4 separate regions of the Mus musculus genome follow, and regions 2, 3 and 4 are each linked to region 1. Evidence: chromatin contacts called from public Hi-C, Micro-C and promoter capture Hi-C data. All regions are on one chromosome and are shown on one strand. Each heading gives the region's core, a stretch centred on a gene start, on an enhancer-like site or on the middle of the called end of the contact. The rest is flanking DNA. Distances are from core to core; before and after follow the strand shown. Region 1 has its middle 19 kb from the start of Gm36297. Region 2 holds the start of Rnf2 (ring finger protein 2). Region 3 overlaps Trmt1l (tRNA methyltransferase 1 like). Region 4 overlaps Ivns1abp (influenza virus NS1A binding protein).

Region 1 (3,055 bases), core at 381-2,880:
AAAGGGAAAACTCCCGCCAACATCCACAAGAGGGCGCCAAAAATCAGCAATCAGAGACCAGAAATAAGCCAGGTTCGAGGGATTAGATTAGAATGGTACCTGGAAAAGTCAAACTGAAAATAAGAAATGGGGAGTGGGGGTGGGGTGAGTGTGGACACGTTAGCTAAAGGGAGACAGTCCAGAATAAATGTCAAAAGCACTGCTGTGGCAGAGCCAACTTTCCTAAGGAAGATCTGGTACAAGGGAATATCAGCCTGTTTAAAAGAATCCAGGGTAATGGGATGTGGGGTTCACTGTCCAGTCATGGCCATCTAGTTGGCAGGTAGAGGTGTGGACTCCTCTGTTGGATGAAGTGAATAAGGGCTTGGGTATGGCTAGAATTCCAGGACCAAGAACACTTAGGAAGGAAATCTGTGGAGCAAGCTGGATACCCAGGGTCAGAGCAGAGAGCAAGTGAAACCCGTGGCTCAGACGGAGTGCGAAGAGCCGAGGTAGCGCAGTGAACCAGTCGTTAGACTGTTCTGTGTGACAAGCCCTGTGCCAAGAGCTCACTGTGAAGAGCGGCCTCTCTAATTCCATGTGGGAGAGTATTAAGGCAAGACTGAGTAGCTTTGAAGTGAATATGTGGCAGAGGGTTCCGACTCAGCCACCAAGCTTAGGAAATAGGAAATAAAGAAGATAAAGTTGGCATGTAAGCTACAGTCAGGAGCAAAGAGCCAGTGAACTGAAACGAGTTAGTTGGAATTCAGGATGGCAGCCTAGGAGGGACGGCAGAGAGCAGTGTATACAGGGAAGGGTTTCCATTTGATAGCTAAGCCCAGGGGTGGGACAGGAGACCAATTTGAACCCAATCAGCAAGGAAGATGGAGTCTGGGACATCTATGCAGCACTCAGTGTGTCAGTGTAGCCTTAGGTGAGAAACTGAATTTGACAGCTTGGCTTGTAACATTGATTTCACTATTCTGATCCATAAGGAATATTTTTTTTTTAAGTAACAAGTCCTATAGACTCCTGTCTTGCTTGCAGTTATGTCTCATCTAGCACTTTTTCTTTTTTCTTTTTTTCCAGTACCCTAGCCCCTACCCCGGTCCTTGGCCAGTGTGAACCAGATAAGGGGAAAGGCAAGAAGCGGGACAGTTAAGCTGAGTGAAGACTTTCGAGCAAGTCACAGCAAAGGACTTGACTTGGGAATGGTTGAGGGTCTTAGGCTTTCGGTGGGCTGCCTCAACCGGCTGGTGGAAACTGCTAACTAACTGTCATTTACTCTGCTGGAAGCAATGGGATGGACGGTATCCTAGCGATGGATCCTTGGCAGGCAAATGAAATGCTATTTGGGTCCTCACTGAGGCCTTGTTAAAATGTTATGTAATAGAGGAAGACTCTTTGGGGATGGCAAGGCCACTGGATGCCTCTCAGCACGTATGACCTTCCCACAGCGTGGGTGTGCACACCTGCTCTTTCCACCAAATGCTAGGAGCCTCGTGCTCACGGCCTTCCACTATTACAGAGAAGTTGCCAGTTGACTCTCCTCCCCATGGGGAGAATTGCACGAGGAAGTTCAGTTGGGGTCAAAGAGGCTTGTTTTCCTCTTCCAGGGCTTTATTCTACAAACTGAGTTGTTCTGCCAAAAGGCAGGAAATGCTAATTGTCTTTCCGCACTTCTGTTTCCCTAACGCAAGCCCTATCTTAGGGCCTGTGCTGAAAAAGCCGCACTTAAGCTTCACGTAGGTTATTTGTTTTTTCCTGGAACGGTGGCTGGATCAAGGCCTGAATCTACGAAACCATTTGTGAGAATTTCTAGAAGCCGAAAGTGGTTGTCAAGCGGATGGTGCTGAGTTAAGTTGAGGCCACCCGGTCCCTTTCAGGCCTTCTGTTCTCTACGTACAGTAACTGAAATTGTATTGCAAACAAACAAACAAAAAAGTTCAAGATTGAAACTCTCCGATGAAAAACTGAAGAGCACGCATTCTGTTAGTGAGCCTGGATCACGGTCTGGCCTGGATCTAGTAATAATAGCATCTCAGACGGGAAGGTATATTACAAATAGGGCTTCAGAGGTTGGAGAGTTGGCTCGTCGTTTGAGAGCATTTGCTTCTCTTTCAGAGGACCCCAGTTCCGTTGCCGGCATCCTAGTTGGGTGGTGTACAATCATCCATGACTCCAGATCCAGGGCATCCAACTTCCTCTGGTCACTTGATCCTTCCCAAGGGAGCTAAAACCATCCAGTGGAAGAAAGACAACATTTTCAACAAATGGTGCTGGCACAACTGGTGGTTATCATGTAGAAGAATGCGAATCGATCCATACTTATCTCCTTGTACTAAGGTCAAATCTAAGTGGATCAAGGAACTCCACATAAAAGCAGAGACACTGAAACTTACAGAGGAGAAAGTGGGGGAAAGCCTCAAAGATATGGGCACAGGGGAAAAATTCCTGAACAGAACACCAATGGCTTGAGCTGTAAGATGGAGAATCGACAAATGGGACCTCATAAAATTGCAAAGTTTCTGAAAGGCAAAAGACAGCGTCAATAAGACAAAAAGGCCACCAACAGAATGGGAAAGGATCTTTACCAATCCTAAATCAGATAGGGGGCTAATATCCAGTATATATAAAGAACTCAAGAAGATGGACTCCAGAAAATCAAATAACCCCACAAAAAAATGGGGTACAGAGCTAAACCAAGAATTCTCAACTGAGGAATACCGAGAAGCACCTGAAAAAATGTTCTCTCCTCTTTCCCTTCACACATCTCAACGATTCCCCCCTTTTGCTTTCATTTTTTATTCTTACCTGATATTTCACACAGAAGATAAAGCACACGATATTTATTCTTATAGGAATGGCTTACTTCACTTATCGTGATGTTCCTCAGTTCCACCGATTATTCTGCAAACAGCGTCAACCTTCCTTATGTCTGAGTGAGTCTGTATATATAACACTGTTATATGCCGACTCTGGGGCACATATACAGAACTGGTGAATCCAAGTCTAGATGAAGGCTGTGAACACTGAAGGAAGTCAGAAGGCTTTGGCGACTGCAGCGTCAAAGAAT
Region 2 (3,055 bases), core at 146-2,645, 460 kb after region 1:
TGCTTTATTAAAATATTCAACAATTACAAATAATTAGATACCAATTCCACTAAGTACTCCAGTTGATTATCTCGAAACTATCAAAAAATAATTGAATGCAAATGACTTATGGTACTTTTAATTAAAATATGGCTTAAATTACTTGACACTATGCCTTCCTTTTTTTTTATTTCAAAAGAAATAACCGCATACCAAATACTTAAAAGCCTAGCTAAGCTTTTTCACACACCGTGTAGAAAGTCTGACATTTCCACAACAAGTCACAAGGCATACAAACTTCCGACAGCTTCTTTAAAAAGACACCCAACGGGGCTTCGGGGACATGAATCGGTAATCTGTTCCGGTGGGCAAAAGCAAAGAAAGGAACCTCAAAGTTTCCAAGACCGACCTTTTTTTTTTTTTTTTTTTTTAAACCAACAACAATATCTCTGCGAGTATGAAGGCGACTTCTGAAGCGAGGAAACGATTCTAACAAGGGCCGGGACTCGGGAGCCGACAGGCAGAGGGAGTGGACCAAGGATTTCGGCAAACACAGCCCGGGGTCAAAACGCGAAGCAGCTCGAACCCACGGAGTCGCCCCCTCCCCCAACACCGCCTCCAGGGTGAGCCCGTGGCTCGCGGAGGCGGCAACAGATACTCCGGGGCAGGCGGCGGCTCTCCAGGAATGTGGGGCCGAGAGGGGATCCCGAGCCCACCCCGGTGCCAGGTCCCAAAGGAGAGCTGTCGGCCCGGAGCGCCCCTCCCCGCCCCCACGGCGCCGACCTCCGGGCCCCGCGAGCAAGCCCAGGGCTAAGTTCTCCCAGCGCTCCGGTGCCGCCCTCGAGGCCCCGGCCGCCGTAAGCCCAGGGCCGCGCGGGTGCGCTTCCCCGAAGGGCTCCGGACGCTTCGCCAGCCCGGTGCTCACGGGCCGCGAACAATGAGCCCTCCCGGGCGGGCCGCGAGCGGCGGAGCGAACGGCCGGGGGCGGCGGCGCCATCGCCTCACGGCCCCTCGCGGCCGCGGACACACACACACACACACACCCCCAGCCCCGCCGCCGCTCGGGCCGCGGCCCGTTCCGGGTGCCCCTGCCCCAGCCCGCCGCCCTCGCAGACGTCGCCATCCCCCTCCCTGCCTAGCTCACCGGCTCCTGCCCCAGCCCGGGGGTGCGCTGGCAGTGGCCGGAGCGAGACTCGAGAATCAACCGCCGGCGCCGCCGCACAATATGGCGAGTCTCGGCTTCCGCAATGGAGCTCGGGAAATACAACAGGGGCCGCTCAATATTCATGAGAGACTGGGGAGGGGGGAGCCGGCTCGGCCGGAGCTGCGGGGAGGGCGGGAAGGAGCGAGCGAGCGAGCGAGCGAGCGAGGAGGCGGAGGCGCGGGACGCGGACGCGCACCGCGCGGGGAGGCCCCTGGCGTAGGGGAAGGGGCGTGCCTAGTGCAGGCCCGGACCGCCGGGCCACGCCCACACCCTGGCCCTGGCTCCGCCCCCGCCCGTGGCTACAGCTCGCCAGACGCCCCCAGCGCCGGCGCAGCCCCCAGCCAACGCCTGCTGACTTGGGCGTCTTCTTTCTGTCTGTTTCCCCCGTCCTGGAGCCTTTCTGGGCCTGTCTGAGCCCACAGGTTGCGCCTTCCCTCCCGCTGCTGAGGTTTCGATTTGGGCTTCCAGCCCCTGACTTCGTCCTCGTCCTCGTAGTCATCCCAGCCCAAGTAAATCCTCAGGGTTTCTGCTGCAGAACTTTCCGGACTTTGGATCTCTAAGGCATACAAAGCCAGCAAGATCTAAGGAAAGTGACCTTCAACTCTGGAAATAGGCGCTTGTTAGTACGTCCCTAATGATCTCCTTGCTACTCTTTATATCGACCTCCTTGACGCTTTCAGTGTTCTGAATTTGAAAATATAAGTAGCCATAGATAGTTGTCATTACCACCACCACTACCCAAAAAAATAGCCTGCAAGTTGTCACTCGGTAATTCCTGCATTTAACTTTTAAGTAACACGTAGGAAAAAAAGTTCCCTAACTTCAAAATGTTTCATTGGTCATGGTCTCTTGAAAGGATAATCAAGAATAGCAGATGATAAATGGGAAGGCACTTAATTTGCACTGCACTGAAATTGGGCGAGGTGGCTTATAGCTTCCAGTAACGTTATTATGGAATTCCTTTTCTGTGGCTTAAAATTTTCTTACTTATTGTATTATTCGGGGTTTTCTATAGAAACAACTAATAGAATGCATATATATTAAATATATTCAGCATATAGAGAGGGGGGATATTAAGTATATGCAATATAGAGAGAGGTGGGGTGGGTATTAGAGTGGCTTACAGGCTGTGGTCTAAGCCAACAGTACTGTCTCCAAACTACAAGGTGAAGAACCTAGTAGTTTTAAGCCCTTGGTGCTGGCTGTGTCAGCGGGTCGTTGGCCTATGTTGGAATCCAAAGAAGTGTTTTTTAATATCAGTAAAGTAATGTCTCAGCATCAGATCTTGCTGGCGAAAGCTTTCTACTCACCCCTTCCTTTTTTGTATGCTACCACAGAAGGTGTGGCAAAGAGTTCAGATGGGACTTCAAGGCTTGAATGATCCAATCAAGAAAACATTCACGAGTGTGCTCAGTTGTTTGGTGTTTTGTTAATCCCAGATGTGACCAACCAGGATTGGTGCTCACACTTACTGTCCACTCTAGCAATTTAAAAAGCCCAAGGTTAAACTTTTCCCGGGATGTGAATCAAAGCCAAAATAACCCCGAGTGTTGTGTTCCTCCATCCTCTGGAGACGGGTAGTCTGGAGCAGAAACACTGACCTTCCATCAAAGCGGAATGTTCATAATTGAGAACTCTTTGCTCTAGTTCAAACGCTTCTGGAAATCGTGATGTGTAACTGCTTGAAGCCAGTCAATCAGTGTTAAGGAAGGCCGTCATTTATAGGGAGCACAGAAGATACAGGTAAATCTAATATCCTATTTAAAGGGTCACAGTAGGATTGTCTTTAAAGAAGAAAACGTATGGGATATTTAGATTAAAAATTATTTAAAAAGTTAGACTTTGGGCTAAAAATCCTTTAGTACAAAGATA
Region 3 (3,055 bases), core at 376-2,875, 420 kb after region 1:
TGTTCTACCTCACTGTTGGTGTTGGAAACTTTGCCAGTTTCTTCATTTTCAGTAGAAATGTCTTAATCTTTTTTTTTTTTTTTAATTTGCTTACTCCGGCCCCACTTCCTCTGGCCCAAAAATTTATTTATTTATTATCATTATTATATGTAAGTACGCTATAGCTGTCTTCAGACACTCCAGAAGAGGTTGTCAGATCTCACTATGGTTGTGAACCACCATGTGGTTGTTGGGAATTGAACTCAGGACCTTCAGAAGAGTAGTCAGTGCTCTTAACCACTGAGCCATCTCTCCAGCCCATCTGAAATCTTTTTAAGAATAGAAAGTAAAACATAAATGTGTTTTAAGACATTGTAAATCTGTAAGGTTTTCCTTATGTCTAAATAGAGAAAGCTGACTGACCTCTATGGGCTGTTCTATAGCTGGAGGCCTTTATGTTGGTCTGAAGACTGTCAATACAACTCAGGCAAAAGAAAATCCACGTGCACCTTCGAATAGTTAGGATTAAGGTATATGTTGGATTTATTGTAGGCCTTCTTGTAATTTGTTCTACATATGGGCATTTTTTCACTTATGTACCACATTGATTTCATGTAACAATATAATCAAATTTTACTTATCTGGGTTCATTTTAATTTGGGAGTCCCAAGTTGCCATTTTGTATTATTGTAAAAAAGAAATAGTTCAACCTTTTTCATATACTGTATTTGCCTTCTAATTACTTATTTTAAGCAGATATCAGGTGTTTGTCCTCCAGAAATTGCATGTGAGGATAATACCTAGAGATAACCAAGCCTTAGCTGGGTACCATGGCACACTCCTGTAGTGCCAGCAATGGAGGGGGCTTGGCAGGAGGAAACGAGCCAGGACGAGAGTAAGACCGTTCTGATACGTAATAGAACAGGCTGAAAGTTCGAGTCAGATTTCCTTTTAGTATTTGAAGTCTCAGCTACTTTGTGTGTTTATGTGTCTGTACATCTGTATATGCACATGTGGAAACATGGCTGCAATAACTTGTTTGGCATCTTTCACTTAAGATGGAAAGACCAAGTAGTTGAGAACGAGGCATGTGTTGTACCTTTATCGTCTGCTGAGCTCTAGAAACCCGTGTATGTTTTAGTTTCCGCCTGTAGTTATTGGTATCCACTCAGCTCTGCTCAGAGGTAAAGTCAGGGTGTGGTTTTGTTTTATAAATACTTATTTTTGTTACAAATGTAGAGGAGAGTACATGCGCACGTAGGTGCAGAAACCCCAGAGGAAGGCACTGGAGCCCTTGGATCCCAGGGAAGAGCAGCCGAGAGCCATCATTTTGGTGCTAAGAACTGAATCCCCGTTCTTTTCAGGAGCAGCGAGTGCTCGAAACTCTGAGCATCTCTTTCCCTTTTTCCCTCTGTTTTACAGTGGTTTTTTCTTGAGAGTTTCATACATGGTGGTTATGTTGTTTTTCACATCCTTTGAAGACTTAGCATGTATCTATGGTCCCTAGGAGTGTAGAATGTAACAGGGAGAAAGGGTATACACAGACATAACCTGCATACAAGAAACAGAGGAATGGCAGGCCTCATCAGGCTGAGTGGTGCCGTGTGGGCTACAGTGTGCACTGAAGTAATCGGCCCAGGTTCATAAACAGGAAGTGGAAACGTTAAAGGCTTAAAGAGAGGAAGTTGTGACCAAAAAGCGGGTGAACAGATAACATGAGTGAAGGCCAGTGAGAATTGTGTAGTCGACAGGATTATAAAAGCATTTTCTGTCTACAGTTGTTAAGAGCATGCTTGTTGTGTGTGTCTTCCAGGCAAGAGAAAAAGTAATGAGATGGCCATTAACCTAGCCAAAAAGCAGAAGACCGACGCCAGCACGGCTCACCCGCCCTTTTACTACAACATCCACAGGCACAGCATCAAAGGGATGAACATGCCGAAGTAAGGCGGCCAGCGGCAAAAACGTACTTACTCTATATTTTAATAACTTAAGTAAAAACTGAGAGCCTAATAGCTTTCTTTCTCTATTGCAGGTTAAAAAAATTTTTGTGCTGTCTTTCGCAAGCAGGCTTTCGAGTAAGCCGAACTCACTTTGACCCAATGGGCATCCGTACCGATGCCCCTCTGATGCAGTTTAAATCCATCTTGCTAAAGTACAGCACCCCCACTTACACTGGAGCACAATCAGAAGGCCAGATGCCGCCAGCAGCTGAGGACACGGTCACCGACAGGGTTGAGATGTCCGTGAGTGACAAAGCGGAAGCGAGTGGCTGCAGGAGATGGTGACTGTGAGGGGGTTCTTCTCAGGGTTCTGTATGATGGCCCAAGTCTCTGTACCGCTGCAATCCTTTTTTATTCTTGCAATTTAGTGATATGAGATTTAAAAAAAAATTTAAAAAGCACTGTTTTCATTCAGAAAATTGGCTGTTTCTGACTTGGCTGGTGTGAGAGCGTTGCTTTTTAAGTTTTTATTATTTTAAAGAAAAAAATTTAATAAAAACATTTGAAGCCAAGTTTCTGACTGGGCTCGCGTGACTTACTGTTCACATGTCTTTCTTGGAAATGGTAAGGGCCATCCTTTCCCTTCTCTGACACCAGGGATTGACCTGGAGGCTCTGGCTCTCAGGCAGCAGGGATGCAGGCGAGTACCACGGTCCAGCTCCGCCGTTACTCTCATACCTCTACTGGTTTGTGGTGGTTTCTCCTGCATATAACATAAAATAAAGCTGGATCCTTTTATATACTAAAATGACCTGTATAAAGTAGTAAGAATGTTGTTCTTCAAGATGATTTGCTTAAAATACGATTCTAAAATATTTTCCTGCTTCTGAGAAATGCAGCACTTGCCCGCTACAGAACTATATTTTTCACAAGTTTGTCTTCTTATTGACTAATCCTCAAGAGTAAGATTTTTATCAAAATAACTGATGTCATTCTTATAGTAATGTGCACAAATATGAGATCCCAGAGATTTTACTATAAATTAAACAGCTTTGGTGATTCTTAGCGGCTTCAGTTACTACAGACACCAAAGTACATTAGGTTACTTGTGGCCCCACTCAGAAGTAGTGAGTAGC
Region 4 (3,055 bases), core at 196-2,695, 330 kb after region 1:
AGTCTGCAGTTTGTGAACTTGGTGGTTATTTGTATATAATTGGAGGTGCAGAATCTTGGAATTGTCTGAACACAGTAGAACGATACAATCCTGAAAACAACACCTGGACTTTAATTGCACCCATGAATGTGGCGAGGCGAGGGGCTGGAGTCGCTGTGCTTGATGGTGAGTATCCAGGTTTAGAGAGAGCTAAATAGTACAAATGGGAGGAGCTCTGAAATGCCAAGAAGGGTCACTTACACACTCTTAGGTAGACTGCAGGGACCGGTGGAATGGCCCAGCAGGTAGAATGCCTACCTTTCTGGCAAAACCCCAGTGTTGGATCCCCAGATGTCATGTAAAGGTGGGAGGAGGGAACTGACCCACATAGTTGTCCTCTGACTTCTGTGCTGCAGCATGTGTAAGCCTACACCCATGGCATACACAGAATAATTAGGAATCATTTTTTAAAAATTCAGATTATTTTGTCTCTTGTGACACAAAGGGATTTTCCCCTCTAAGTGTCTGTTAATAACCTAAATATATTCTTTTACCCATCTCTTGGTAAGTGTTCTTAACCAAGTTCCAAATTTCCCTCTGTGAGATGTATCCATTATTCAGTCTTAGATTTTGATTGACCTTATTTTAGGATAGTAACTTTAAGAATTTTATTTCAAAGCATAATCTCAGTCAGTTTTCTTTTGTAGACAGTGTCCTTTCACACAGTCTTTATTGATTGCTTTATTGTCTGTAGTATTAGTTAACATCATTTGGAACAAAGCTGAATCTTAGCAAGACTTTGTGGCTCAATCAGTGAGCATGTAAGTGTGTGGAGAATAGAAACAGCCTCCTGACCCAGACCCCAGACCCTTGTGAGCCCTAGCAGTGTAGTTACAGCTGGATTCATGCAAGTGGGGTAAGTGATAATCAGAAGAGAAAATAATGAATCTGAAAATTAGTGACCCCCCATAGTTTATTGCTGACATTTTTTGTTCTATTGAGTATCTAATTTGAAAAAAAAATCATATGAAAGGTCTAGAAGTTCAGTCATTATCTGTTCCCTATATACCTACTTTTGTGGTGCCACTTTGAACCAAGGCCTCACTTTTACTGGATAAGTGTTCTACCATTGACCTACATAGAGGGGCATAGCCCTAGTCCCTCCTATAACTTCTTTGAATATATAGAACTCTGATAGTTTGTCACTTAACATATTTAGGCAAGTTTCTACCTTCTTTGTGTCTCTTAATTGTTCATCTGTGAAATGATGACAGTAGTAATTACTATGGAATTGTGGGAGATGTATTTAACATGATGCAATTTCTGCCCTTTTATCCCTATAGTTGCCTAAGTTTCTGTAGGAATGGATTCTTGTCCATTTTATTCATCTCTATGGTTTCCAGTATCTGTGCCACAATTACACAGACCTTTCTTTTTTTTAAAGATAAGATTTCATTATGTAGCCCAGGCTGATCTCATACTAATAATCCTTAGTCATGGCTTCCTGAGTGGTGACATTACAAGTGTGTGTTGCTATGCCTTGCCTTAACAGAACGGACAAGCATTTCTAGTTAAAACTCACTCAATTTTGGAGGCCTTTTTTTTTTTTTTTAAATTTGTTTTCTGAGCCTTTTTAGACTGACTGCCTTGTTTCTCTTTTAGGAAAACTGTTTGTAGGTGGTGGCTTTGATGGTTCTCACGCCATCAGTTGTGTGGAGATGTATGATCCAACTAGAAATGAATGGAAGATGATGGGAAATATGACTTCACCAAGGAGCAATGCTGGGATCACAACTGTAGGGAATACCATTTATGCAGTGGGAGGATTCGATGGCAATGAGTTTCTGAATACTGTGGAAGTCTACAACCCTCAGTCAAATGAGTGGAGCCCTTACACAAAGATTTTCCAGTTTTAACAAATTTAAGAACCCCAAACTAACAGGCTTAGTGATGTAATTGTGTTTAGTAGAGGTACACTTGTGAATAAGGAGGGTGGGTGGGGTAGATGTTGCTAACTGCAACACAAAGCTTTTGCATATTGCATATTATTAAACATGCTGTACATACTTTTTGTGTTTGGAACGGAATGCAAAGATGAAGGTCTGTTTCTGTATTCTTAAGACATCTTTGGTTATTTTACTTTTTGAAGGTTGATACTGTAAAAGAATAAACCACAAATTGATTGGGAACATCATTTCAAGAAGTCCCTGCTCCTCCACATTTGTTTTGCCGATTTGCACATTAAATGACTCTTCCCTCAATTCTGTCTTAAGAGGCAAGAGGGGTAGGGTTTACACGTAGGCAGTTGGGTTTTTTAAGGGCCCCTTTTCAATAACTGGAACACTCTATAACAAGATACTTATTTAAATAGATAACAATGACTATTTTTGTTTTTATTAAAAGAAAGTTGACATGCCTACCAATATTTAGTCTTTTATGATTACATTTTTATAACTTTTTATATTCTCAGCAGAGTGCTTTATCTGTTGAAGTAAAATGTGACAGATTCACATTATCAAAGCAGAGTGGCAGAGGAAAGGATGCAGAGTGGCTGTTTCTTTTAAAAAATGCTCAGAACGCAGACTTCACCATTTGCCGCAGCTGTACCTTTTTTTCTTTCCTATCTGAGAGTGCAGTATCGATGTTATTTGGATGGAGTTGCTGAATGGTAACAGTAATTCAAACCCAGGTTTGATGAGTTACTTGACTTACTGAAGCATTTAAACTGTCTTTATTTATCATTAACCAAACAAATGTAAGTGGAAGCCTTTGATTGAAAACAATTAAACTGTATTGGGTTTGTGAATGCACCCCTTTTCAGAAGTGTTTTGTTCAGCTTTCTTACCTGGATTAATACTGGTTGGGGTGGCTCGGTGTCTGTGTAGTGCTACACCTAATTTATGGTGCCCAAATGAGCAAATCTAATGCTTGCTGCAGATACAAACACATTAAAGGTACTTTGCAGTAAATCCTTGCACTGTGGGATTTAATGTCCAAATGTTTGTCACTCAGTTCATTACTTATAACGGAGGGGGGGGGTTTGTTTTTCTCTGTAAGGATGAGTTTACAGTATTAG

The links. Promoter capture Hi-C pulls out the DNA fragments that hold promoters and counts their contacts. Hi-C and Micro-C count contacts between places; a contact is called where the count stands out from the background.
Region 2: a contact with region 1 is called in a promoter capture Hi-C map of liver, with 2.0 times the contacts expected there. The contact joins the promoter of Rnf2 here to the enhancer-like site in region 1. A contact is called at or near these places in 4 of 39 promoter capture datasets (HPC-7-derived erythroid cells, liver and pre-B cells), 1 of 484 Hi-C or Micro-C datasets (the HPC-7 cell line) and 1 of 115 datasets of contacts at active chromatin or transcription factors (extraembryonic endoderm stem cells).
Region 3: a contact with region 1 is called in a Micro-C map of the G1E-ER4 cell line, with 3 times the contacts expected there. The contact joins two enhancer-like sites.
Region 4: a Hi-C map of the G1E-ER4 cell line shows a contact between it and region 1, with 2.7 times the contacts expected there. The contact joins two enhancer-like sites. A contact is called at or near these places in 1 of 39 promoter capture datasets (the C10 cell line), 5 of 15 datasets of contacts at CTCF or cohesin (the G1E-ER4 cell line, the NIH/3T3 cell line, embryonic stem cells and 2 more), 116 of 484 Hi-C or Micro-C datasets (the 3T3-L1 cell line, 3T3-L1-derived adipocytes, B cells and 79 more), 14 of 115 datasets of contacts at active chromatin or transcription factors (CD4 single positive thymocytes, the HPC-7 cell line, Th17 cells and 10 more) and 4 of 9 other capture datasets (adipose tissue, embryonic stem cells, liver and 1 more).

Annotation. Positions count from the first base shown.
Region 1 is chr1:151,035,136-151,038,190 of GRCm38.p6, forward strand. No RefSeq gene overlaps it. Among named protein-coding and RNA genes, the nearest start is that of Gm36297, 19 kb to the right of the region's middle. Within about 2 kb of position 1,631, at least 11 of the 459 cell types and tissues checked have an H3K27ac peak or open chromatin away from gene starts, as enhancers often do. A contact at or near this core is called in the G1E-ER4 cell line and liver, where this site is marked.
Region 2 is chr1:151,499,596-151,502,650 of GRCm38.p6, forward strand. Rnf2 (ring finger protein 2) reads right to left here and starts at 1,396. Exons shown (of 7, transcript NM_011277.3): 1 at 1,124-1,396.
Region 3 is chr1:151,455,671-151,458,725 of GRCm38.p6, forward strand. Trmt1l (tRNA methyltransferase 1 like) reads left to right here. Exons shown (of 15, transcript NM_026876.4): 14 at 1,793-1,919; 15 at 2,012-2,513. The coding sequence ends at 2,264. Among named protein-coding and RNA genes, the nearest start is that of Mir7682, 15 kb to the left of the region's middle. Within about 2 kb of position 1,626, at least 78 of the 459 cell types and tissues checked have an H3K27ac peak or open chromatin away from gene starts, as enhancers often do. A contact at or near this core is called in the G1E-ER4 cell line, where this site is marked.
Region 4 is chr1:151,361,471-151,364,525 of GRCm38.p6, forward strand. Ivns1abp (influenza virus NS1A binding protein) reads left to right here. Exons shown (of 15, transcript NM_054102.2): 14 at 1-165; 15 at 1,642-2,975. The coding sequence ends at 1,895. Among named protein-coding and RNA genes, the nearest start is that of Ivns1abp, 18 kb to the left of the region's middle. Within about 2 kb of position 1,446, at least 7 of the 459 cell types and tissues checked have an H3K27ac peak or open chromatin away from gene starts, as enhancers often do. A contact at or near this core is called in the G1E-ER4 cell line, where this site is marked.